Regions from separate parts of the Pan troglodytes genome. Here regions 2, 3 and 4 are each linked to region 1. Evidence: chromatin contacts called from public Hi-C and HiChIP or PLAC-seq data. All regions are on one chromosome and are shown on one strand. Each heading gives the region's core, a stretch centred on a gene start, on an enhancer-like site or on the middle of the called end of the contact. The rest is flanking DNA. Distances are from core to core; before and after follow the strand shown.

Evidence for each region. A called contact is a pair of places that touch in the nucleus more often than the background predicts. HiChIP or PLAC-seq counts read pairs in DNA pulled down with a chosen protein or histone mark.
Region 2: an H3K4me3 HiChIP or PLAC-seq map of stem cell-derived excitatory neurons shows a contact between it and region 1, with 2.7 times the contacts expected there. The contact joins the promoter of CDC25A here to the promoter of PLXNB1 in region 1. A contact is called at or near these places in 1 of 7 Hi-C or Micro-C datasets (stem cell-derived neural progenitor cells) and 1 of 1 datasets of contacts at active chromatin or transcription factors (stem cell-derived excitatory neurons).
Region 3: a contact with region 1 is called in an H3K4me3 HiChIP or PLAC-seq map of stem cell-derived excitatory neurons, with 8 times the contacts expected there. The contact joins the promoter of ZNF589 here to the promoter of PLXNB1 in region 1. A contact is called at or near these places in 3 of 7 Hi-C or Micro-C datasets (induced pluripotent stem cells and stem cell-derived neural progenitor cells), 1 of 1 datasets of contacts at active chromatin or transcription factors (stem cell-derived excitatory neurons) and 1 of 1 other capture datasets (stem cell-derived neural stem cells).
Region 4: a Hi-C map of stem cell-derived neural progenitor cells shows a contact between it and region 1, with 4 times the contacts expected there. The contact joins the promoter of NME6 here to the promoter of PLXNB1 in region 1. A contact is called at or near these places in 1 of 7 Hi-C or Micro-C datasets (stem cell-derived neural progenitor cells) and 1 of 1 datasets of contacts at active chromatin or transcription factors (stem cell-derived excitatory neurons).

Annotation. Positions count from the first base shown.
Region 1 is chr2:52,457,057-52,462,800 of NHGRI_mPanTro3-v2.0_pri, reverse strand. It overlaps PLXNB1 (plexin B1), which reads left to right and starts at 3,537. Exons shown (of 38, transcript XM_016941029.4): 1 at 3,537-3,555. CCDC51 (coiled-coil domain containing 51) reads left to right here. Exons shown (of 4, transcript XM_001156597.6): 3 at 1-58; 4 at 599-1,595. The coding sequence ends at 1,357.
Region 2 is chr2:52,205,666-52,211,409 of NHGRI_mPanTro3-v2.0_pri, reverse strand. CDC25A (cell division cycle 25A) reads left to right here and starts at 2,063. Exons shown (of 16, transcript XM_009445387.5): 1 at 2,063-2,151; 2 at 2,306-2,743; 3 at 3,742-3,818. The coding sequence starts at 2,574.
Region 3 is chr2:52,261,541-52,267,284 of NHGRI_mPanTro3-v2.0_pri, reverse strand. It overlaps ZNF589 (zinc finger protein 589), which reads right to left and starts at 2,466. Exons shown (of 4, transcript XM_516434.9): 1 at 2,276-2,466. The coding sequence starts at 2,318.
Region 4 is chr2:52,322,316-52,328,059 of NHGRI_mPanTro3-v2.0_pri, reverse strand. It overlaps NME6 (NME/NM23 nucleoside diphosphate kinase 6), which reads left to right and starts at 2,156. Exons shown (of 6, transcript XM_016941020.4): 1 at 2,156-2,864; 2 at 5,697-5,744. The coding sequence starts at 5,704.

The DNA of each region.
Region 1 (5,744 bases), core at 2,288-4,787:
CTCCAGGGAGGACAGTCAGTACTTGGAACTGGCTACTCTCGAGCACAGGATGCTGCAGGTAGGCACCTCAGGAGGCAGCCCTTTCGCACCTGGACAGTGACACTAGCCTGGCAGATCATGGAGGGGCCGGGTGGGAACCCTGACTGGTCTGTAGTCAGAGGCCTGGTACAGAGGTGAGCCAGAAGCTCCCATGGATGGACAGAACCCCAAGCTTCCAGAGTCTATCCATATACTTTCTTCTGGAGTACTGGGGCCAACTCTTCAGGGCAGCGTAGCCTGGGACTCAGAATGCTGAGGAAGGAGAACTATGGAGGGGCTGGCCTAGGGAGTGCTGGACACTTCCCTTTGTGTAGACATAAGTGCACCTCTGATCAAACCCAGGACTGCTCAGGTGGGACGATCATGCAACTCACTTTGATCACTCCCAATTCCTTTGCCCTTCTGACCCAGCCAGGTTGGTGCTACCTTCATTCATTCAGCATGGGTCTATGGAACATGTACTCTGCCAGGCACAAGGTAGTGAGCCATCTGCTGGTGGCTATAGCTGCAGGGCCACCTTGTGCCCATGTAATCCAATAACATGGCTTTGCTTCTGCAGGAGGAGAAGAGGCTTCGCACAGCCTATCTGCGTGCAGAAGACTCTGAGCGAGAGAAGTTCTCCCTCTTCTCTGCAGCTGTGCGGGAAAGTCATGAGAAGGAGCGCACAAGGGCTGAGAGGACCAAGAACTGGTCCCTCATTGGCTCAGTCCTGGGGGCCCTGATTGGTGTGGCTGGCTCCACCTATGTGAACCGTGTGCGACTACAGGAGCTGAAGGCTTTACTCCTGGAGGCACAGAAGGGGCCTGTGAGTCTCCAAGAGGCCATTCGAGAACAGGCGTCTAGCTACTCCCGCCAGCAGAGGGACCTCCACAATCTCATGGTGGACTTGAGGGGCCTGGTACATGCTGCTGGGCCAGGGCAGGACTCTGGGTCACAGGCAGGTACTCCCCCGACCAGAGACAGAGATGTAGATGTCCTTTCAGCTGCCTTGAAAGAGCAGCTTAGTCATTCCAGGCAAGTCCATTCATGTCTAGAAGGCTTACGAGAGCAGCTTGATGGCCTAGAAAAGACTTGTAGCCAAATGGCTGGGGTGGTTCAGCTTGTAAAGTCTGCAGCACACCCAGGCCTGGTGGAACCAGCAGACGGGGCTATGCCCAGCTCCTTGCTGGAGCAGGGGAGCATGATCTTGGCACTGTCAGACACGGAGCAGAGACTAGAAGCCCAAGTCAACAGGAACACCATCTATAGCACCCTGGTCACCTGTGTGACATTTGTGGCCACACTGCCTGTGCTCTACATGCTATTCAAAGCCAGCTAACCCCTGGCCCCTCCTCCAGAGGGTCTGAGGCAATAGCTGTGAATGTGGATTTAAGTAGAGAATCGTAGCAATGAAGCGAGCCTTTGGGGGCGTGTACAACCTCAATCTGAAGGAGCAGTATCTGTGTGGCTCACCAGCAGGCACGCTTCGCTTTGTAGACCAGGTTCATTTACATCAATTATCAAAACTTTGTGCTAATGTCCAATTAAAATATCCTGAGTTTTATTATTTAAAACAATCAGACTGAGTTTTTTTCATTAAGAATCAAGATCCAAGACTTGAAGGTTGGGCCTGGAGTTGGGGTAGTCACCCCCTTTAGTTCCTCTCTCATCTCCTCTCTGTCCTCTTTTCTGAACTGTTATGGATGCACTCCTGAGGCCTAGATTTTCATTTTGGATTTCCTGGCCTGCCCTCCAGTTACCTGACTGTCCAGTGTCAGATGGCCTGGGAGTTCCAGTGAGTGGAACCTAGCCTGCTGCCTACTCATTTCATGACCATGGTTGCTTCCCATCTCCTGGATCACTTTCTCTACCATATGGGGGAGAACTTCCTGGTTCTAGTACTGGAGGAGTGATCAGAGGAGAGCAGGGAAGGGAGATTGGGAGAATGGTTGATAAATGTTGCTGGGGACATAAGTATAGGGATTGGTGGCCAGTCTGGATCCCTGGTACAGAGAGTGCTTTGGGCAGCACTGATGTGCCACAGGGGCTGGGTGCACACCCACAGACAGCCCGGGGATATCTTCCACAGGCATAGGCAGAGCTCAGGACACCGGGAGTGTGCATGGAGAGGCAGTGATAGGGAGGGGGGGGGTCTCCCACAGGTGGGAGGTGCAGTGGGGCATATGTATGATCTCTTTTCAGAGGGGAACAGTGACCCTTGACCTCGACTAAATGGCCATGGGTGGCCTTGTGTGCCCTGAGTAAACAGGAGCTTTGGGCTGGTATTCAGTCCTGGTGTTGGAGTATTGGAAGTCAGGCACATTCCAGAGAACCCACTCCCCTTTGGGAGCGCAGGGTAGCTATATGCAGGGGGGCTGCAGGTGGGGACTCGTTCACTGGTGCCTGTGCAGAGCTCTCAGAGCCTGTGGAGTCAGGAGTGTTTCCCATAAGGCATACTTTCTTCTTGGAGCCTGTGTTCAGTCTTGGGCAGTGAGCATGGCCCAAATGCCCCCAACCCCAGGTTCTCAGCACCTGGTCCCTCAGTCAATCTATCCTTCGCGAGTAATGGCTCTCCAGAATGGCATGGGATGGAAAGACCCCTGTGCTTAGAGTGTTCACATTCCTTGTAGGGCAGGAGGTAGCGTATCTGTGTACAGATGAAGGGGGTTGTGGGGTTTGGAAGTCCCAGTTTCCTCTGGGGTGAGATAGGTCCTGAAGTGTGTGCTTGGATGAATGGATTTGGGGAGGGAGGGATTCTGTGCATGTGGAGGGGGCTGCTACAAGCTACATAGGCAGGAAAGCCAAAGTGGGTGAGGGACTGGGGCAGACTGTCCTGGCTGGGGTGGTGATGGGTGTGGGGGAGTTGTGCAGAATGAGGTCACAGGCCCGGGGTGCCAGGTTGGCAGTCTGAGGTCAGAGGCTAAGGGTGAAGGATCCAGGGAGGGTTTGCTATGTTGGTGCAGACAAGGTGCTAAGCACCTGGACTCAGGTGCTGGAAGTGGGAGTGGAGGAAAAGGGGTGACCTGACAGGAGACCCTTGATAGCTGGTGGGAGGTGGGAAGAGGGTGTCTCTAGCTCTAGGGCAGTAGCCAGTGTGGATGACCTGAACCTCCTGATTGAGGCTCCCCTAGCCTGTGGAGGCCTTGGAGGCTTTCAGATGATGCCTGTGACATTTTTGCCTCCCAGGAAGCTGTGCCAATGGCTTTGAGCCAAAGTCCTCCAAAAGTCCTAATAGGAAGGGCCAGGTTCTGGCTCCTGAGTTAGCCGTGGGCATGCCAGGGTGTGAAGGGCCCTGCACAGGGTACAAATGGTCCCCAGGAGAGAACCTTTCTGCCAGCGTTTCCTCCCGCAGAAGGCCCAGGTGTTTGCCAGTGAGGGAGCCCAGACTTGCCCAACGCTTCTCAGCTTGGGGTGGGTCCAGGTCTGGGTCCTGGGCTGGGAAGAAAGGAAGGAAGTGAGCCCTTGCTTGTGCGCCTCTGCAGCCCAGGTTCCCTGCCTTCACAGCCCCGCTAGAGGTGGGATCACCCCCACTTACTGGTGAGCAAATAGGCTGGGGGGGTTGGTGTCAGGTTACATGGTTTAGTTGATGGCGCAAGCCCAGGTCCAAAGCCCATGCTCTTCTCAAACAGCCAGAGGTGGGGGCCGGAAGGAGGGATTGGCTGTTGGGGAGTACTGGGAGCAGGGGCGGTGGGCAGGGCCAGGTGCGCAGGGGAGAAACAAGGCGCCTTGGAGTTCAGGTAAAGAAAGTTGGGGAGGATAACCACCGGAGCCGGGTAAGGAAGGGAAAGGGAGCTCCGGGCGCGGGGCGAGGCCGGGCGCTGGCAGGAGAACGGGTCGGGCTGGTGAGGGACCCGGGTGCTACCCGGCTCTGGACGGGCGGGAAGAGGCCGGGACGCTGTTCCACCAGCACCTGCGGGTGCGGAGCGCGACCCCCCGCCTCGGCTCCTGGCAACCAGGAAAGTTCCCAGTTCCGGTTCCAAGGAGGCGAGCAGGTGAGGCCGACGGGGCGGGTCGGCTCTGGCTCCCGGGGTTCACTCCTCACCCCTCCGGGCGACCCGCGTTGCCATGGCGACCGCCGCGGTGCAGCCCGCCCCCGCCCTCCCCCGTGCGGGAGGGGTCGGGTCCCCAGCCCTCGGCCGATGCGGAGCCCGCGGGGCTGGAATGCGGGGTCCCGGGCGGTTCGGGGCCGCGCGCCCGGCTCTCCGGGCTGCTTCCGGCCTGGCCCGGGCGGCGGGCGGGGGGAGGGCAGCCCAGCAGGCGAGGGGGAAGGAGCGGAGCCGAGCCCGGCCGACGCGGCTTTGTCTCCTTTGTTCCCGGCGGTGGCAGCGCCGCGCGGGAGGGGCGGGCAGCGGGCGCAGTTTTCCGCCCCTCGGTCTCCGGGTAACAGCTGCGGCTCCGCCAGACCCGGGGAGAGGCCGCTGCGCGCGGAGCCCGAGCCCGGAGCGGCCGGCGCCCGCCTCGGCGCGCACATCCCGCGGGGCCCGGCCGGGTGGTGAGTGCGGGGCTCGGGGCCAGGGCGGCGAGGAACGGGGCTCCCGAGGTGGAACGGGCCGGGGCCCCGATCCCGCCGGGCAGGGGCGGCCTGGGTGAGTGGTGGGCGGCTTTGGTTTTGAGAGTTGGGACCACACTTCTCCGCGCGAAGGGAAACTCTGGCGACTCCGCCTGGAACGCGATTGGGAGACTGAGGAGGTGGAGCTGCTCCTCCGCGCCCCCTCCTCGCCGTCGCCGCCGGGGACCGGCCGGCCCCTTCCCCGCCCTCCCAGGGCCACTGATGGGGTCCTCGCCTCGGGGTCTGGGGGTTGGGGAGGGTCAAGGACGAGCCGAGTGGGGAGGTCGGGGCTTCCCCTCAGTAGTAACAGCCCTTTCTGGCTGCTCCCGGTGGGACTGACAAAGGCGGACCTCGAGCCTCCTGACCCCCGGGCGGGTGGGGGGTACCCTCCTCTCCACACACAGACATATTAAGTGGGTGATCGATGAGCGCCTTGGGTCATCGCAGGTGCCTGGTAAATGGTGGATCTCCCCACCCCTCCTCAACACACAGAAAACAGGGCGGGCAGCGGGCACCACTGCACTGTCAATGAATAACTCACCTCTGTAGTGAACCCTGGGAGCTGAGCAGGAGGGTGAAACGGGAAGGCCGGTTTCCCACTAACTGGCAGGCAAGGCAAATGTGGGCTGTCCTATGGCCCCTCTGCAGGTGCGGAATGGCGGGGTTTGTGAGCCCCTTTTGTTGTCGAGGACAGCTCCACGGGGGTCCGGGAGGTGCTTGCTCTACAGACAGAAGTTGGGCAGTCTTGCGCCCCCTGAAAAGGTTCAGAGTAGGGTGGGCCCAGAAGAGACTCCAGGGCATGTGTGGGGGAGCACTGGGCACAGGCAGAGTTAGGCTTTGGCTGTGAGCCTGAGCAGGGCCTCAGATATTGGGAATGGGCAGGAGATCCTGGCTGTGTAAGTTGGGGATGTGAGGTCTGGTTCTAGATCAGCCTTTTCAGTCTGCCCTGGCCTGGTCATTAATAAAAGTGGGGCCAATGTGTTCCCTTTGAGAGACCAAGTGGCTTGGAGGGATTGTGGGCCCCCTATCTCCCCTACTTGTTGGGTTTTCTTGGGTGTGAAATGGGGGTTCGTTCACCATACAGGGAGCATCTGGTCTGTGCTGAAGTCTGTGTAAGTTGCTGGGGCCTCTGAATCAGAAGCCATACTCCCTGCCTTCAAGGAGCTTCAAGTCCAGA
Region 2 (5,744 bases), core at 814-3,313, 250 kb after region 1:
TCAACTCAGGAGTAGCTCCCGGCAAGTACGGCGTTCCTCCTCACCTCCTGGCTGCCGAGGGCCGTTTCCTTAGAAAGCACTTCCCCCCAGCCCCAAGCTCCCCTTCTCCAGCAACCTTGACCTTTAGCTTTAATCTCCTTTAGGACGTGCCCCCCACCGTACTGCCTTCCCCAGTCCCCGCCCCTCCTCTAGGTGCCCACCATCCCTCCACAAACCACAGCTATTTTCATGGTAATAATTCCATTATTAGAAGGAGCTTTATGCTCAGCGGACCAGAGCTCCCTGAGAGCAGGGATTGTGGTATTATTTCAAGCACTGAATTTGTTCTAGTAATCCTTGAATAAACATATGTTGAATGAATGAATGCAGTAACAGGAATGTTGAGCCAAGTTTTGTTTTTGTTTTTTGAGAGGGAGTCTCGCTCTGTTGCCCAGGCTGGAGTGCAGTGGCTAGGTCTCGGCTCACTGCAAGCTCCGCCTCCCGAGTTCAGCCATTCTTCTGCCTCATCCTCCCGAGTAGCTGGGACTACAGGCGCCCGCCACCACGCCCGGTAATTTTTTGTATTTTTAGTAGAGCCGGGGTTTCACCATGTTAGCCAGGATGGTCTCGATCTCCTGACCCCGTGATCCGCCCGCCTCGGTCTCCCAAAGTGCTGGGATTACAGGCGTGAGCCACCGCTCCCGGCCTGTTGAGCCAAGTATTAAAACCACATAAAACACAGGAGGAGAGGAAAGTATTCAGAGATACGACAGAGAGAACTATTTGAAACAGTGGGACCACAGACCATGTGAACTGTGCAGAGAGGCCTAAATAGCCTGGGGTTTCTGGAGGGAAGGGAGGTTCCTGGGTGGTGGAGCACTGGTGCACAGAAAAGGAGATGAATCCTGAGAGAGAGGTTCCTCACTGTGAAGGGTCTGGTGTTGGGGCCAAAGGTTTGGGGTTTCCACCTGTCCAGCATGGCTTTTCAAACTGTAGGGTTTTTTTTTTTTTTTTTGAGTGGGGGGCAGGGGGTGTCTCACTTTGTTGCCCAGGCTGGTCTCAAATTCGTGGGCTCAGGCAATCCTCCCACCTCGCCCTCCCAAAGTGCTGGGATGATAGGCGTGAGCCACTAAGCCCAGCAGTAGGTTGCAATTAAATCATGCACTTATGGCCCTCAAAATCCGTCTAGGAGCTGCCACAGGTGCGGCGCTGTAAAAGTAAATATGCCCACTTAGAAAATAGGGATAATTCCTATGTCACAGAGTTGTAAAGATTAAATGAATTAATACAGATTAACACACTGGGAACAGTGTCAAGTGCATAAGCATTATGTAAACTTTAGCTATTATTTGCTATTATTGTGTTTGCTGTTATTTCTCTCTAGGAGCTCCCAGGGGGCTAAGAAGTGGTGGGAAAGAAAGAAATGATTCTAAGAGCATCCAATAAGGGCTAGAATGGAAGTGAGCAAAAAATGCTGAGGCCCACAGCACAGGTTGTACTGCGGGGTTCAAATCCCATGAGGCCAGCAGCACCCAGGGTCTGTGAGCCCTCCAGAGTTGGGCCCTGGTGGTCGAGTCCAGTCCTGGGGGTCATTGCATTCCCTCCCTCATTATAAAATGGGGCCTGGAGGCCCGGGGCAGAAGAAAGGGGTCCACAATACTGCACGGTTAGAGGCCGAGCCAAGGCTGGATCCGGCCAGACCTCCACAGGTCTTCCTTAGCCTCCACATTGCCTCAGAGTGTGGGGCGCCCGGCTGGGGGCGAGGTAGCGGAGGCCCAACGGGGGCCGAAGCTAACTGGACGGCAGCTCGCGATGGGAACTACGCTTCCCAGCATGCGACGGGGCAAAGGGGCCTTTCAGCCGCGAGCAGCGCCTCGCAGGTTCTGCTGGGAGTTTTCATTGACCTCTGATCCCCCTCTCATTTTGATCCGCGCTCTTCTGCTCTGGGCTCCGCCCCCTTCTGAGAGCCGATGACCTGGCAGAGTCCCGCGAGCCGCTTTCTTCTTCCCCTCTCATTGGCCCAGCCTAGCTGCCTTTCGGTTGCGAGGAGGAGAAGTTGCTTACTGATTGGTGGATTCCGTTTGGCGCCAACTAGGAAAGGGGGGCGGGGCAGCAGCTGCCCCCACTGAGCCGCTATTACCGCGAAAGGCCGGCCTGGCTGCGACAGCCTGGGTAAGAGGTGTAGGTCGGCTCGGTTTTCTGCTACCCGGAGCTGGGCAAGCGGGTGGGAGAACAGCGAAGACAGCGTGAGCCTGGGCCGTTGCCTCGAGGCTCTCGCCCGCCTTCTCTTGCCGACCCGCCACGTTTGTTTGGATTTAATCTTAAGGTTGCCGGCGCCCGCCCGCCCGCTGGCCTCGCGGTGTGAGAGGGAAGCACCCGTGCCTGTGGCTGGTGGCTGGCGCCTGGAGGGTCCGCACACCCGCCCGGCCGCGCCGCTTGCCCGCGGCAGCCGCGTCCCTGAACCGCGGAGTCGTGTTTGTGTTTGACCCGCGGGCGCCGGTGGCGCGCGGCCGAGGCCGGTGTCGGCGGGGCGGGGCGGTCGCGGCGGAGGCAGAGGAAGAGGGAGCGGGAGCTCTGCGAGGCCGGGCGCCGCCATGGAACTGGGCCCGGAGCCCCCGCACCGCCGCCGCCTGCTCTTCGCCTGCAGCCCCCCTCCCGCGTCGCAGCCCGTCGTGAAGGCGCTATTTGGCACTTCAGCCGCCGGGGGACTGTCGCCTGTCACCAACCTGACCGTCACTATGGACCAGCTGCAGGGGCTGGGCAGGTAAGGAGAGACCGGCGGGCGGTGCTCCAGGCCCCTGGCCTCGGTGTCGGCCTCGGGGAGATCAGGCCAGGAAACGGACCGGGAGAAGGGCGAGACCCGTCCGTCCGGGTTCGCCGCTCGGGGACAGCCGGGCTAGGGCCTGCCATGTGCACCCCCGCCTGGGCGGAATGTTGGGCGGGAGAGGCCGTCCGGACCTCCCAGGGGAAGAGGTGGAGATCCTCGGGCCTAAGCCCGAGCCAGGCCCACCTTCACCCCTTTCGGATTGCTCCGTACTCTCCTTCTATCTCTATCCCTGGAAGCTCTTTGGAATCTACCCCCGCGGGGAAAATCAGGCTCTTCTAGGCACTCACTTTCACCCTTTGCTAAACCATCCTCAGGATCTTAGTTTGCTGTGATCTTTGTTCCTTCTCAACAAAGGACCATGGCATTTTCTTTCCTGGCGTTTATGTAAAATCATCTCAGTCCCTCGCCCTGTGCACATTCCTGATGTCCACTCTGCTGCTTTCCTAAGGCCAGGTCTTTTTACCCAACTTTCAGAAAGCTTCCTGGGCTTTTCCTGATAGCAAAAAATGCATCCCACGGTGTTTCCCGCGGAAGAGCTACTTTCCCTTCAATCTCTGGCATCCCGTTTGCTAAGCACATGTCTTGTGCGTTTCCCAACTTCTGAAAAGCACAAAGTGTCCTGTTCAACTTTCATCCCGACTCTGTCTCAGTACTTAGAACACATGCTTTTATTTTAGGAAATACCCCAACATTTGCCATAGCCATCATAACCTGCAATGTGGTCCAAGGCCATGCCCACCCACTCCTTTTTTCTCCTTTGCCCAAGTGCTAATTGGGTGTTCAGAGTGGCAAAGTGGGATCTTTGCCACTTGTGGTGTGGCCTAGAAATGGTTTCTGGCAGCCTGGCTGCTTCTTAATCTCATGGCCTATCTCCTGCATGTGACCTTTTAATTATATCCTATAAATCATTCATGGTTTATTTCTGTTGGTTTCAGTGATTATGAGCAACCACTGGAGGTGAAGAACAACAGTAATCTGCAGAGAATGGGCTCGTCCGAGTCAACAGATTCAGGTATTTAAGTCTGCTGTGTGGGGAGCAATACTCTGAATTTCCTGAAACATGCCTTTTCACCCAGGAGGTTAGTTTTGGTGAGAACTTGAGGAAGTCATGGCATTGGGTGATAAACTTTTTTTTTTTTTTTTTTTTTGAGACGGAGTTTCGCTCTTGTCGCCCAGGCTGGAGTGCAATGGCATGATCTCAGCTCACTGTAACCTCCACCTCCCGGGTTCAAGTGATTCTCCTGCCTCAGCCTCCCGAGTAGCTGGGATTACAGGCAGCACCACCACACCCGGCTAATTTTGTATTTTTTAGTAGAGACAGGGTTTCTTCATGTTGGTCAGCCTGGTCTCGAACTCACAACCTCAGGTGATCAGCCTTCCTTGGCCTCCCAAAGTGCTGGGATTACAGCGTGAGCCACCGCGCCCGGTGATAAACATTATTGAGAACAATATAAAGGAGCCCTTGTGGCTGTTTATGAAGAAAGGAAATAGGTTTCAAATGTCTATAAGGAGGTGGTGTGTGCTTGCCCTTGAAGGATGGGTAGTAAAGTATAATTCACCATACCACTGTAAGTGGCATTCAGGCAATCTTACTGGTTAAAATACAGGGTCAAATGATTGGAAGTACAGTGTCATGAAATCATTTCAGTGATGCTGCTATGGAGGAAATTGCCAGTGCATTTCATTCTTCATGAATTCATATTACTGCAGAGTTTATCTGTATTTGTACAGATAAGACCATTGGTGCAAAGATCCTTTAGGTTAAAGGAACTGCAAGAGCAAGTCTTAAAATGTAATGTAGCCTTCTGTATGTAGAATGTAATTTAATATAGAACTGGGGATAGGATTATCACTTGTAGCAGTGTGGTGAGCAAGGGCTGTAACACCTCACTTTCCATAAGGCTGCATAGACACATGAGCTATGGGTGGGTGGGTCTGCGTCATCTGAGCTGGCATATAAGTAATGCTGAACAGTGTCTCCTTCACCCTGCTGCCTTTTGTGAGATGGACACCTTGGTGTCATTTTGTTAAAGGCAGCAAGTGCTTGCCTTGCATGTCATGACCAGTAGTTGTATTTTTCTTTTTCATTTTGAGACAAGGTCTCAACTCTGTCACCCAGGCAACCTCTGCCTCCCAGATTTAGAGAATTCTTCTGCCTCAGCTTCCCTAGTAGCTGGAATTACAGGTGTGGGTCTCAAACTTCTGATCTCAGGTGATCCACGCACTTCGACCTCCCAAAGTGCTGAGATTACAGGGGTGAGCCACTGCACCTGGCCTTTTTTTTTTTTTTTTTTTTTTGAGACAGGGTCTTGCTCTGTTTTCCAGATCTCAGGCTGGTGTACAGTGGCACAATCAGGCAATCAGGGTTCACTGTAGCTTCAACTTTCCGAGCTCAAGCGAACCTCCCACTCCAGCCTCCCCAAGTAGCTGGGACTACAGACATGTGCCACCACACCCAACTAATTTTTTTTTTAATTTTGGTAGAGTCAAGTCTCGCTATGTTGCCCCAGGCTTGTTTTGAACTTGTGGCCTCAAGCCATCCGCCTGCCTCAGCCTCCCAAAGTATTGGAATCACAGGTGTGAGCCACTGTGCCTGGTCAGTAGTTGTATTTTTCAAGCCTCATATGATTTGACAAGGTAAAACGTTTAAAAACTATGCCAAGAAAATCTGGTACCTATTGTTTCTATGGTTGGAACTCACAGAAAGTTATCTGGGTCACCTCTATCTGAATAACCAAACAATCATGATATGAATCAGTTTTATTCACCCTCTTCTCAAATCCTATTTCCCTTGATGTTATTTGCAAATAGGAGAAAAAACAGTAAATACACTATGAAAATATTAAGACTTGTACAAACATGACATTTTTGACAATCTAATAGACGTAACATCAATTCTGGCAAAAGTACAAGCCATGAATATTTGTTGCCTGACTTA
Region 3 (5,744 bases), core at 1,217-3,716, 190 kb after region 1:
TTGGCACAGTAGGCAGAGACAAAGCCCACCACCCTCAAAGAGTGGATGGAAGGAGGCACAAGGGCTGCCACACAGGACAAACAGCTACATGCTGAACAATGGCTTGTCAAACTACACACAAGCCAAATCCAGCCTGCCACCTGTTGTTAGACCACCCAAAGGCTAAGAATAGTCTTTACTTCAGAAAAAAAAAATTTTAACACAAAGATGAAGTCTCACTATGTTGCCCAGGCTGGTCTCAAACTTCTGGGCTCAAGTGATCCTAGCCTCAGCCTTCCAAAGTGCTGGGATTACAGGCGTGAGCCACCATGCTGGGCCAGTTTTTACATTTTTAATTGGCTGAAAAAAAAATCAGAAACAGAATATTTCATAATAATGAAAATTATATATGAAATTCAAATTTCCTTTTTTTTTTTTAGAGTCTCATTCTGTTACCCAAGCTGGAGTGCAGTCATGCGATCTCGGCTCACTGAAATCTCTGCCTCCAAGGTTCAAGCAATTCTTGCGCCTCAGCCTCAGAGTAGCTGGGATTACAGGTGTACGGCACCACACCCAGCTTATTTTATTTTATTTTATTTTATTTTTAAAGTAGAGATGGGGTGTTGCCATGTTGACCAGGCTGGTCTTGAACTCCTGGGCTCAAGAGATCCTCCTGCCTTGGCCTCCCAAAGTGCTGGGATTACAGGCGTGAGCCACTGCACTCAGCCGAAATTCAAATTTCAATGTCTATAAAGAAAGTTTTATTGGAACACGGCAATGCTCATTCGTTTACCTATGGTCTTTGGCTGCTTTCACACAACAGCAGACCACTAGTCGTAACAAAGACCGTGTGGCCTACAAAGCCTGAAACATTTACCACCTGGCCCTTAAAAGAAAATGTTTGCAAGACCAGGTGCAGTGGCTCACGCCTATAATCTTAGCACTTTGGGAGACCGAGGCGGGAGGATCCCTTGAGCCCAGGAGTTGGAGACCAGCCTGGGCAACATAGGGAGACCCTGTTTCTAAAAAAACCAAACAGAAAAAAGTCTGCCCAGCCCTGTTCTAGACTGTTCCTGTTGTTACATCCAAAGTCATTTGGGGCCGGGTGTGGTAGCTCACACCTGTAATCCCAACACTTTGGGAGGCCGAGGCAGGTGGATCATCTGGGGTCAGGAGTTCAAGACCGGCCTGGCCAACATGATGAAACCCCGTCTCTACTAAAAATACAAAAAAATAGCCAGGCGTGGTGGCGTGTCCCTGTAATTCCAGCCGCTTGGTAGGCTGAGGCAGGAGAATCGCTGGAACCTGGGAGAAAGAGGTTGCAGTGAGCAGAGATCGCCCACTGCACTCCAGCCTGGGCTACAGAGCAAGACTCTGTCTCCAAAAAAAAAGTCTTTTGGGCCGGGTGGGGTGGCTAACACCCGTAATCCCAACATTGTGGGAGGCCAAGGTGGGTGGATTGCTTGAGGCCAGGAGTTCGAGACCAGCCTGGCAAATATGGCGAAATCCCCTCTCTACTAAAAATACAACAGCCGGGGTGGTGAGGCGCCGCCTGTAATCCCAGCTACTCCGGAAGCTGAGGCACGAGAATCACTTGAGCCTGGGAAAGCGGAGGCTGCAGTGAGCCTAGATCCCGCCACTGCACTCCGGACCGACTCAAAAAATATAAAAATATAATATACTCCGGGCGCGGTGGCTCACGCCTGTAATCCCAGCACTTTGGGAGGCCGAGGTGGGCGGATCACGAGGCCTGGAGTTCAAAACCAGCCTGGCCAACATGGTGAAATCCCCGTCTCTACTAAAAATACAAAAATTAGCCAGGCGTGGTGGAGGGCGCCTGTAATCCCAGCTGCTCGGCAGGCTGAGGCAGAGAACTGCTTGAACCCGGGAGACGGAGATTGCAGTGAACGGAGATCGCGCCACTGCACTCCAGCCTGGGCGACAGAGCGAGACTCCGTCTCAAAATAAATATGATATAATATAATAATACAAAATGCTGTTCTTCAGTTGCACTCCACACCTCTCAAATGCTCAGCAGCCATTTATGGCCAATGACTGCCGGAGTGCACAAGTGCAGGATGCCCGGTGAAGAGTCGTGGAGTGAGCACCGTGGAGACTGTACGGGACACCTAGGGAGGAACCTGGCCCCCCAGGGGAGTAAGAGCCGCTGTAGGGGTAGTCAGCGCCTCACACAGCTCGCACCCCACGCGCATCCCTGGTGGATACGGCCGACGCCTGCGCGGCGCCTGCGGCTGGAGCACCGAATGGGGGAGGCGGTCTCGCGGCCCCGACTCACCTTCCGCAGCCCAGCCCAGTAGCTGCTCCCGCGGGGCCCACATCTGCGCACGCACGCACGAAGCAAACGAGGTAGCAGCACCGTGTGTGAAACGGATTATAATGCGCACCGCGGGCCACTGGCGGCGCCAGAAGAAAGAAGCAGGACTGGGTGAAGTGCGTCACCGCGCGGCGCGCAGCCTGCCGGGAAGCGTAGTTCTCGGGGCGGAATGCGGCTTGTGCAGGGCGAGAGAAAATGCTGAGGCGCACTTTGACCTTCTAGGTCCCCCTCGGCCGCAATATTTGGGGTTGTGCTTACCACAGGTACCCATAAGCAAAATATAGTGTTGTTTTCCATGGTTGTAAACATTATATAAATACTAGCTCTTTTGCGCAGTTCTATAATGACACGTGTTGACCTGTTCATTGTGTGTTCACTGCTGTGTGGTATCTAATGTAGAAATACACCAGGACTCCAATTGGACAGACTCATGCGCATCCATGGAGAGCTTCTCAAGGACAGTGGTTCGCAAACTTGTTGTTAAAATCCTTTTACACTCTTAAAAATTACTGAGGACCCCAAAGAGCTTTTGAAACCGCCTTTGCAAAATTATACCTAAGGAAATTATGATGTTATAGGAGTTATTAAGAAATTATTTTAAGCAGATAGAGAAGGAAAGGGGTCCTTGGGAAGTTTTTGTTTCTTTTAAAGCAGCTCCAGAAAGGTTTCTTGTCTAGCAGGAAAGCCTGGGCTCCTAGAGCAGGATGGCAAGCTTTGATATGGAAATGCAGGCCATTAGAAACTGGACGCACCCAAACATGGCGATTCCCGCCGTCCTTTTCTTTGCCCTGACATGTGCCTGGCAACATGGCCACCCCCCACATATTCCCACGTGTGTAGAACTTCATGGAGCCCTACATTTGCATATTAAAAAGCTAGGGTGGGAGGGCCAGGTTTTTGGCTGCCACATAAATGACACATCTGATCAAACTAATCCCCTGAGCCCTATGGAAACCAGACACCGCCTCCTCCAGCATCCTCAGATAAGCAGCCACTTTTCCGCACACGGCGCTTTCTCTTTGTTGGAATCCCCGCTCCCTCTGTCTCTGTATGGGGGAGCTGTTTTCGTCTTCCTTCCTTCTTTCTTGCCTATTAAACTTTTCGCTCCTTAAAACCACTCCACGTGTGTCTGTGTTATTAAGCCTATCAGAGACCAAGGACCCTGGTGTTCCTCCAGTCATCGGAGCCTTATCAATGACAGTAAAAGATATCAGATCTAACCCACCTCATCTTCCTTTCAACCTCTAAACTGTCTTTGTCCACTTCTGGGCATAGGCCAAAGTAGCCTTGGGAAGGAATTCAGTTTATAGCTTAAATAATAGCCCTTCCCAAGGGCTAAACTGTTCTTGTAAAATGAATGAAAGGCCACCAGCCACCAAAGTAGGATGAGAAGGGCTGGAATTCTAAATATTACCAGCCATTATTCCAGAGGCCCTAAGACGCACAACTTCCCCAATTACTCTTTTGAAGCACAACTTCCCCAATTACTCTTTTTTTTTTTTTTTAGGGAAAAGGACACGGAGTCTCACTCTGTCGCCCATGCTGGAGTGCAGTGGTGCCATCTCGGCTCACTGCAACCTCCCTCTCCTGGGTTCAAGCGATTCTCCTGCCTCAACCTCCTGAGTAACCGGGATTACAAGCACGCACCACCATACCCCGCTAATATTTTTGGATTCTTTTTTTTTTTTGGTTGGTTTTTTTTTTTTTTTTTTTTTTTTTGAGCCCAGGCTGGAGTGCAATGGTGCGATCTCGGCTCACTGCAACCTCCTCCTCCCGAGTTCAAGCAATTCTCCTGCCTCGGCCTCCCGAGTAACTGGAATTACAGGCATGCGCCACCACGCCCGGCTAATTTTGTATTTTTAGTAAGGACGGGGTTTCTCCATGTTGGTCAGGCTGGTCTCAAACTCCTGACCTAGGTGAGCCGCCCACCTTGGCCTCCCAAAGTGGTAGGATTCCAGGCGTGAGCCACCACGCCCAGCCCTCAATTACTCTTAAAGATAACATCACTATTGTGAACCTAAGATTGGCCTTTTGAGATGTCTTTTCAGATTTTTGCATTTCTGACAACTGAACGGCCCCAGCTGGAACTGCCAACCAGTTTTGTGGCCACCACCTAGGAACTGACTCAGCCTAAGAGAACAGCTTCAACTCCTTATGATTTCATCCCGAGCCAACCAATCAGCACCCTGATTCACTGGCCCCCTTCCCACCAAATTATCCTTAAAAATTTTGATCTCTGAGTTTTTGAGGAAACTGATTTGAGTAATAATAAAACTCTGGTCTTCCGCACAGCCGGCTCTGCATGAATTACTCTTTTTTTTTTTTTTTTTGAGATGGAGTCTTGCTCTGTCACCCAGGCCGAAGTGCAGTGGCACCATCTCAGCTCACTGCAAGCTCCGCTTCCCGGGTTCATGCCATTCTCCTGCCTCAGCCTCCCCATTAGCTGGGACTACAGGCGTCCGCCAACACGCCGGGCTAATTTTTTGTATTTTTAGTAGAGACGGGGTCTCACTGTGTTAGCCAGGATGGTCTCGATCTCATGACCTCGTGATTGGCCTGCCTCGGCCTCCCAAAGTGCTGGGATTACAGGCGTGAGCCACCGCGCCCAGCCGAATTACTCTTTTTCTATTGCAATTTCCCTGTCTTTGATAAACTGGCTCTGTCTAGGCAGCAGGGAAGGTGGACCCATTGGATGGTTATACTTTTGTTTGTGTGAGCTAAATTCATCACTATTTACCAAACTAGATATTTCAATGCAGAAATTTCATATATGTATATATTCATTTTAAAAACAATAATAAACCCATTACTTGTTAACATATTTTTATGAAAATATGATTTCCTTTAAAAAATTTAGTAACAAAAGAGGCATTATTTTACAGTTTTGCAAATTTCTTTAATACTCAATAGAAGAAGCTAGCAGAGTGCAGTGGCTCACGCCTGTAATCCCAGCACTTTGGGAGGCCGAGGCAAGTGGATCACCTGAGGTCCGGGGTTTGAGACCAGCCTGGCCAACATGGTGAAACACCGTCTCTACTAAAAATACAAAAAAATTAGCTGGGCATGGTGGTGTGTGCCTGTAATCCCAGACACTCGGAAGGCTGAGGCAGGAGAATCGCTTGAATGAGGCGGAGGTTGCAGTGAGCCAAGATTGCACCATTGCACGTCAGCCTGGGCAACAAGAGCTAAAACTCCACCAAAATAAATAAATAAATAAATAAATAAATAAATAAGCTGAATTTTCCATCTGCTTCTGCATCCAATCTGTTGTAATAGCTGTTAAGCTGTTGTAATAGCAGGAGGACCAAGCAAACTCCTGACAGATCTGATGGGTTAAGTAACAGTGAACCTTTCTTCAATTTTAACATTTTATTACACATATAGACAGCAAAAGGAAAAGTGCCAAAGGTGTCAGCTCCTTGCGGCCTTT
Region 4 (5,744 bases), core at 907-3,406, 130 kb after region 1:
AAGGACACTTAAATCCACAAGGGGAAATAAAGAGAACTGGTAGAGGTAACTACACAGTTAAAGACAGTATAAATATATGGTTTTGTTTGTAAATCTTTTATTCTCCTATATGATTTAAAAGACAATTGCATAAAGCAATAGTTAATAATAAATAATAACAGCCAGGCGCAGTGGCTCATGCCTGTAATTCCAGCACTTTGGGAGGCCGAGGCGGGCGATCCATCGCCTGAGGTCAGGAGTTCAAGACCAGCCTGGCCAGCATGGTGAAACCCCATCTCTACTGAAAATACAAAAATCAGCCAGGCGTGGTGGCAGGTGCCTGTAATCCCAGCTACTTGGGAGGCTGAGGCAGGAGAATCGCTTGAACTCGGGAGGCAGAGATTGCAGTGAGCCAAGATCACGCCATTGCACTCCAGCCTGGGCAACAGAGTGAGACTCTGTCTCAAAATAATAATAATAAATAATAATAACAAATTATATGCTTGATGATGTGTCACAGGTTTCTGAGGCTCTGTTCCTCTTTTTCTAACTTGTTGAGGTGGAGGCTTACTGAATTTCCAGTCTTTCTTCTTTTCTAATATATGTATTTTAGGCTACAAATTTCCATCTAAGCAAGGCTTTAGCAGTATCAATTTTTAAAAAATTGTATCTAAGTACAGTATACATACAGAATTCACATAAGCGTAGCATTGAATGAGGCACCTGGTCAGTACTGTTTCTAAGTGTTTAGTAAATGTTTTTTATTACTACTGTGAATTGTCCTTTGCCTCTTATGCCATAGCATCCTGGCAATGGGGAGGGGTTTGAGGGTGGGATGGTGAAGAGATTCTGGGATTCCATTTTATTGGAGCATTTTTTCCCCCTTGCTTCTCATAAGGTGTCTGTCGGGGAGAGATCTGTGTCACTTATTGCAGTTTGTTGCATGCTGGAATGCTGCAGATTCTGGAATGCCATCTATATCAGTTGTCTGGAATTTGGCTTCACATAAGGTTCTTGTCTTCTGTTTAACTGGTTTGCTGGGACTTCTGAAGTCCTGATGATCATACTGGGAAGGCAGACTCAGGGGTGGCGATGCTGGCTGTGGCCCTCATCTACTGGGCCATGGTGGTTATTGTGTTGCTTCTTTTGCTGTGTCCTAGAACAGGGGCTTTACTGAGCCACCCATGTCCTCTGAGAGCTTTGCAACTTACAAGGACTGTTCTCTTCCTTCAGGGGCTGGGATGACTTGCTGATTTAAGCCCCTTTGTTGAGATACAGAGGTATTGTCATAATGACTGGGACTTGTGTTGCTCATCTTTGAGGAAGATTTGTTTAGGCTTGCTGTTATCCACCATATCTTTTATTTAGAGTAGTTTGCTGGCTAACTCACTGGGTCCTTTGGCCTACTGCAGATTCAGTTGCTACAACTCCGTCAGTGATTCCGTGTAGGGAGAAGTAATGGGTTGTCATTTTTGGAGTCAGGGTTGGGGGCCTGGGGTTTGAGAATCAGAGGTCAGAATTCATGGGTTGAGGTTTAGGGATTTGAGGTTGGGATTAGGAGGTTAGAAAATAAGCATCAAGGGCTCAGGATCTAGAGACCAGGTCTAGGATTAAAGGATTATAAATTTAGGGACTAGGGCTTGGGTTAGGATTGGAACTGAGTAGCAGAGGAGTTAAGGTTAGAATAGCGGGTGGTGATCAAGGGTCTAAACAAAAAGAGAAGAGATGCAAGGGTCTGCGGAGAGACTGGAAGAACTTTCCTCAGAAGTTCCCAAAGGTGACTGGGTATCAGGAAACTATTGGGAAGTGGCTTCTTATTGCTGCAGAGACAGAAGCCATGAGTTGGGGATAAACCTTCCAAGAGGGCAATACCTGTGTAGGCAGACACTGAAGTCAGTTAAATGTGCAAGGAAGTCTTTACATTGATGACAGTTATCGTTTATTTTCATTCTTCTCATTCTCAGTGATTTCCCTCAAAAAAAAAAAAAAAAAAACCCAAGAAACCAAAACACTTTTTTTTTTTTTTAACCATCTTTATTCAATCTGTCACCAAGTTTCTGGTCACCTGCCACAGTTGACCCCCGATCCATTCTCCCTGTCCCCATCCTCTCCATACATCACAGTACACACCAGGAATACCCCCAGTTCTCATCTCCTCACCCTGGGCTGCTTCAATAGACTCCAGAGTAACCCAAACCACACCCTGCTGCCCAGATTCCTAATGACACGTGAAAGGCCGTTATGACTTGCTTTCCTCATGCCCTATGCACACCTGGGCTCCAGCCAAGGATCCTCCTTCATCAACCCCCATATTAGCTACGATCCTTCATGCTAATGTATCGCTCAGAGCTCAAAAGACTTTGAAGGGCCTGTGCCTTCGCTATCGAGCGCTTAAGTTCTTTGCCCTCCGCGTACTTTTGACAAATACTGGGCATCAACCATGTTCCAGGAACTACCCTAGGCAAAGAAAATAACTGGGCAAGGTTTCCATCGGTGTCTCTGCTGGCGGGCATCGCCCCCGCCGGGCCGCCACCCTGAACGAGCCCGTCCGGTCCTCTGGGTTCCGCCACCCTGCGTAGCGCTGCGCCAGCACCCGGCCCAGCACTCCCTCCCGCCGAGGGCGCCCAGGCCGGCTTCCGAGGGGCGGTTCCCACAAGCGAGTTCCGGCGCCCAGAACGGCTTCATCCTCTCGTCCCGTCCGCGGCAAATGCATGCGCCTGGAAAACCCGCCACCCTCCAGGGCAACTCACACCTCGCCCCACGCCGCGGCGCAACCGGACTAGGACCCCGAGCAGGGCTGCCCAGGGAGCGCCTGAAGGACCCCGCGAGGGCCGCAGGCTATCCAGCGTGGCGCCTGGTGGCCGGGCCCTGTGCCGGAGGACAAGGTGAACCCGCAGCCGGACTTCTGCTGCACTGGGGCTCCGAATGACCCAGAATCTGGGGTGGGCTTAGGCCCCGGGTACGAGGGGTGAGGGCTGCGCGGTTGCAGGCCTAGAGAAGTAGGGGGCTGGGTCGAGAGTTGAGGCCGTGAGCCCGGGGGGCTGGAGGGCGTGGCCACAGGGGTAGGGGCGCAGGTCCCGGCCGCGCGTGGGTGGACCAGGGCTGGGCCGCCGCCCTCCAGGAAGCGAGTGGTGGCCCCCTCGAGTGCTGGGGGGGGCAGTGTACCGACAGCTTTACTTTTTTTTTTGTTTTGGAGACGGAGTCTGGTTCTGTCGCCAGGCTGGAGTGCAGTGGCGCGATCTCGGCTCACTGCAGCCTCCTCCTCCAGAGTTCAAGCAATGCTCCTGCCTCAGCCTCCCTAGTAGCTGTGACTGTAGGCGCGCGCCGTTACGCCTGGCTAATTTTTTTGTATTTTTAGTAGAGACGGGCTTTCACCATGTTGGCCAGGATGGTCTTGATCTCCTGACTTCGTGATCCGCCCGCCTCGGTCTTTCAAAGTGCTGGGATTACAGGCGTGAGACACCGCGCCCTGCCTAAAATTTTTAATTCTCATGGAGTCACCTTTAAGTCTAACAGGATTCTCGACTTGTCAGTTTGTTGTAAACCAAGAGTCAAGACAGCCACAACTTAGCTGCGTTAGTAAAGGAACTATGTCCTCCCTACAGGCCGCGTGTTCTTGCCACGAGAACCCCTAGCAGCCTGGCCTTGGAATGGCTGGATGAGGTGCATTCGTTGGTTCATTCAGATACTGTTAAGAGCCAGCTGTGTGCTAGGTACTGCTTACACCTTCTGGTGGTGAAGACGGAACTGAAGGGAACTTGCAAGGAGCTGTGAGAAAGTGTAACGGGAAGTGAGCTAAGATCACTAAGGTGGGCAGGAGGCAATCAGAGAAAGCACATTCAGGACTGCGAAAACTACTCACACAAAGGCTGTCAAGCCAGAAAGTCTTTCAAAACTGAAAGGCCCATGAGGTTGGAGCTAGAGAAACTTACGGAGTGTGGGGTTCCAGATGAGGCTAGAGAGGTACGTGGGGAACCACAAGATCATGCAGAGCCTGGGAGGCCGTGATAAGGATTTTGGTTTTTATTCTAAGAACAGGGTGCCCTTTAAAGGGTTAAGGAGGGGAACCATATGATTAGATTTTCATGTGTGGTTCACTTTGGCTGCTGTGTGGAGATTGTAGAGGTTGGCAGGACAGAAACTGGGAGACCAAAGAAGAGGCTGTCAAGATGTCCAGAGGGGAATGATGATGTCTTAGAGTTATGGTGGTAGCAGTTGAGGATGGGAGAATGGTATGGGTTTTGAGATATATTAGGTAGGGAAAATTGCCAGAAGTTGGTGATCGTGTGGATATGAAGAGTGAGGGAGGGGAGGTGTCATGGATGTCTCTGTAGACAGTTGCTGAAAATGACGTGTTACCGCCTGTGGCATTAGGGAGAGTGGGTTAGCTGATCTTGTACTGGTTAGAGTTGGGTGTGGCTTTATGGTTTGAGTGGAAAATCAGGTTGAAAGCTGTAGAAAGGACATGAATAGGAGAGACCATGGCAGTTTCTTTGCTTGGGCCAGATTCTAATACCACCTTTAACATGATTGACAGTTTTTAGGATAAGATAAATGAGAATGTTGTCTAGACTCTGTCCCTGCCTATGTTAATGGAAGCCTTCTCTGTATTTGTCGACAAATGATTTTATATATATACACACATATATATTATATATATATACACACACACACATACACACATATGTAGTAGAGTCAGGGTCTTGCTTTGTTGCCCAGGTCAAACTCCTGGCCTCAAGTACTGATATTACAGGTGTGAGCCACTACACATGGCCAAATGAGAGATAATATTGAGATAAGATTTTGAGACAAAGTCTTTACTCCTGCAGAGGTGATAAATTTCTCACGTATAACTCGGATTTCACAATTGGAAAAGACCTCAAAATTCCCTTAGTCCAGTTTATAAAATGCTTTTATGTCCATTATATCATTTCTACAATATTGAGCTCTTACACCATGCTAGACATTAGGAATACAAAGATGAATAGAAATAAGACTATATAGGTTTATTTAGTAAATAAAATTGATCAAGCACCTTTGTGTCAGGCACTGTTTCAGATGCAAAATGGTTATGACTTGTTCCTGATGTTGGAGTTGTGTGTTGACCTCAGGGTTACCACTGAGGACAGCTGAGTGTATTAACAGGTTTGATTTGGGCACAGGAGATCCTGATCTCTCCATAATATTAGAATAGAGATGGTGTTTATCCAGCAGACTTTTTGGTATCCTGGTAGCACCTCAGTTGCTGTCCATCAATCTTCCAATTCTAGATTTGATAGGAGAGCACTATGGGATGGAAGATTTTAAGAGATGAATTCATCATTATGAATAGGCCTTGTGGATAGGCTGTTTAGGAGTATAAATTGTAAATCCTCTGTAAAATACAAAAGGAAGTTAGGAAGGGATATTGGCAGAGACAGGTAGTATTTAAACTTGAGTTTCTTTTAATGGGTAATTCCCTCATAGGCTTACAGTTGCACTAGGTTGTATACTCCACGGGGGAACTTGAATGCTCCCTCTACAACTCCCCTCCCTTGATCCCATGAGCCCAAATGGGCAATTAAAATAATGTATATGGCCTTAAGATGAAACTGTCAGGTTCTTTATGAGTGTCAGGAGTGAGAGCACTCATTGGCTTGCAAGGCTGCATGGCTCCAATGTAGGGAAGGCTGGGAGTGCCGTCCTGAAGGGTTCCTAATACAGCTCTCTAATGGCAGGAGTGAGATGGCCTCAATCTTGCGAAGCCCTCAGGCTCTCCAGCTCAC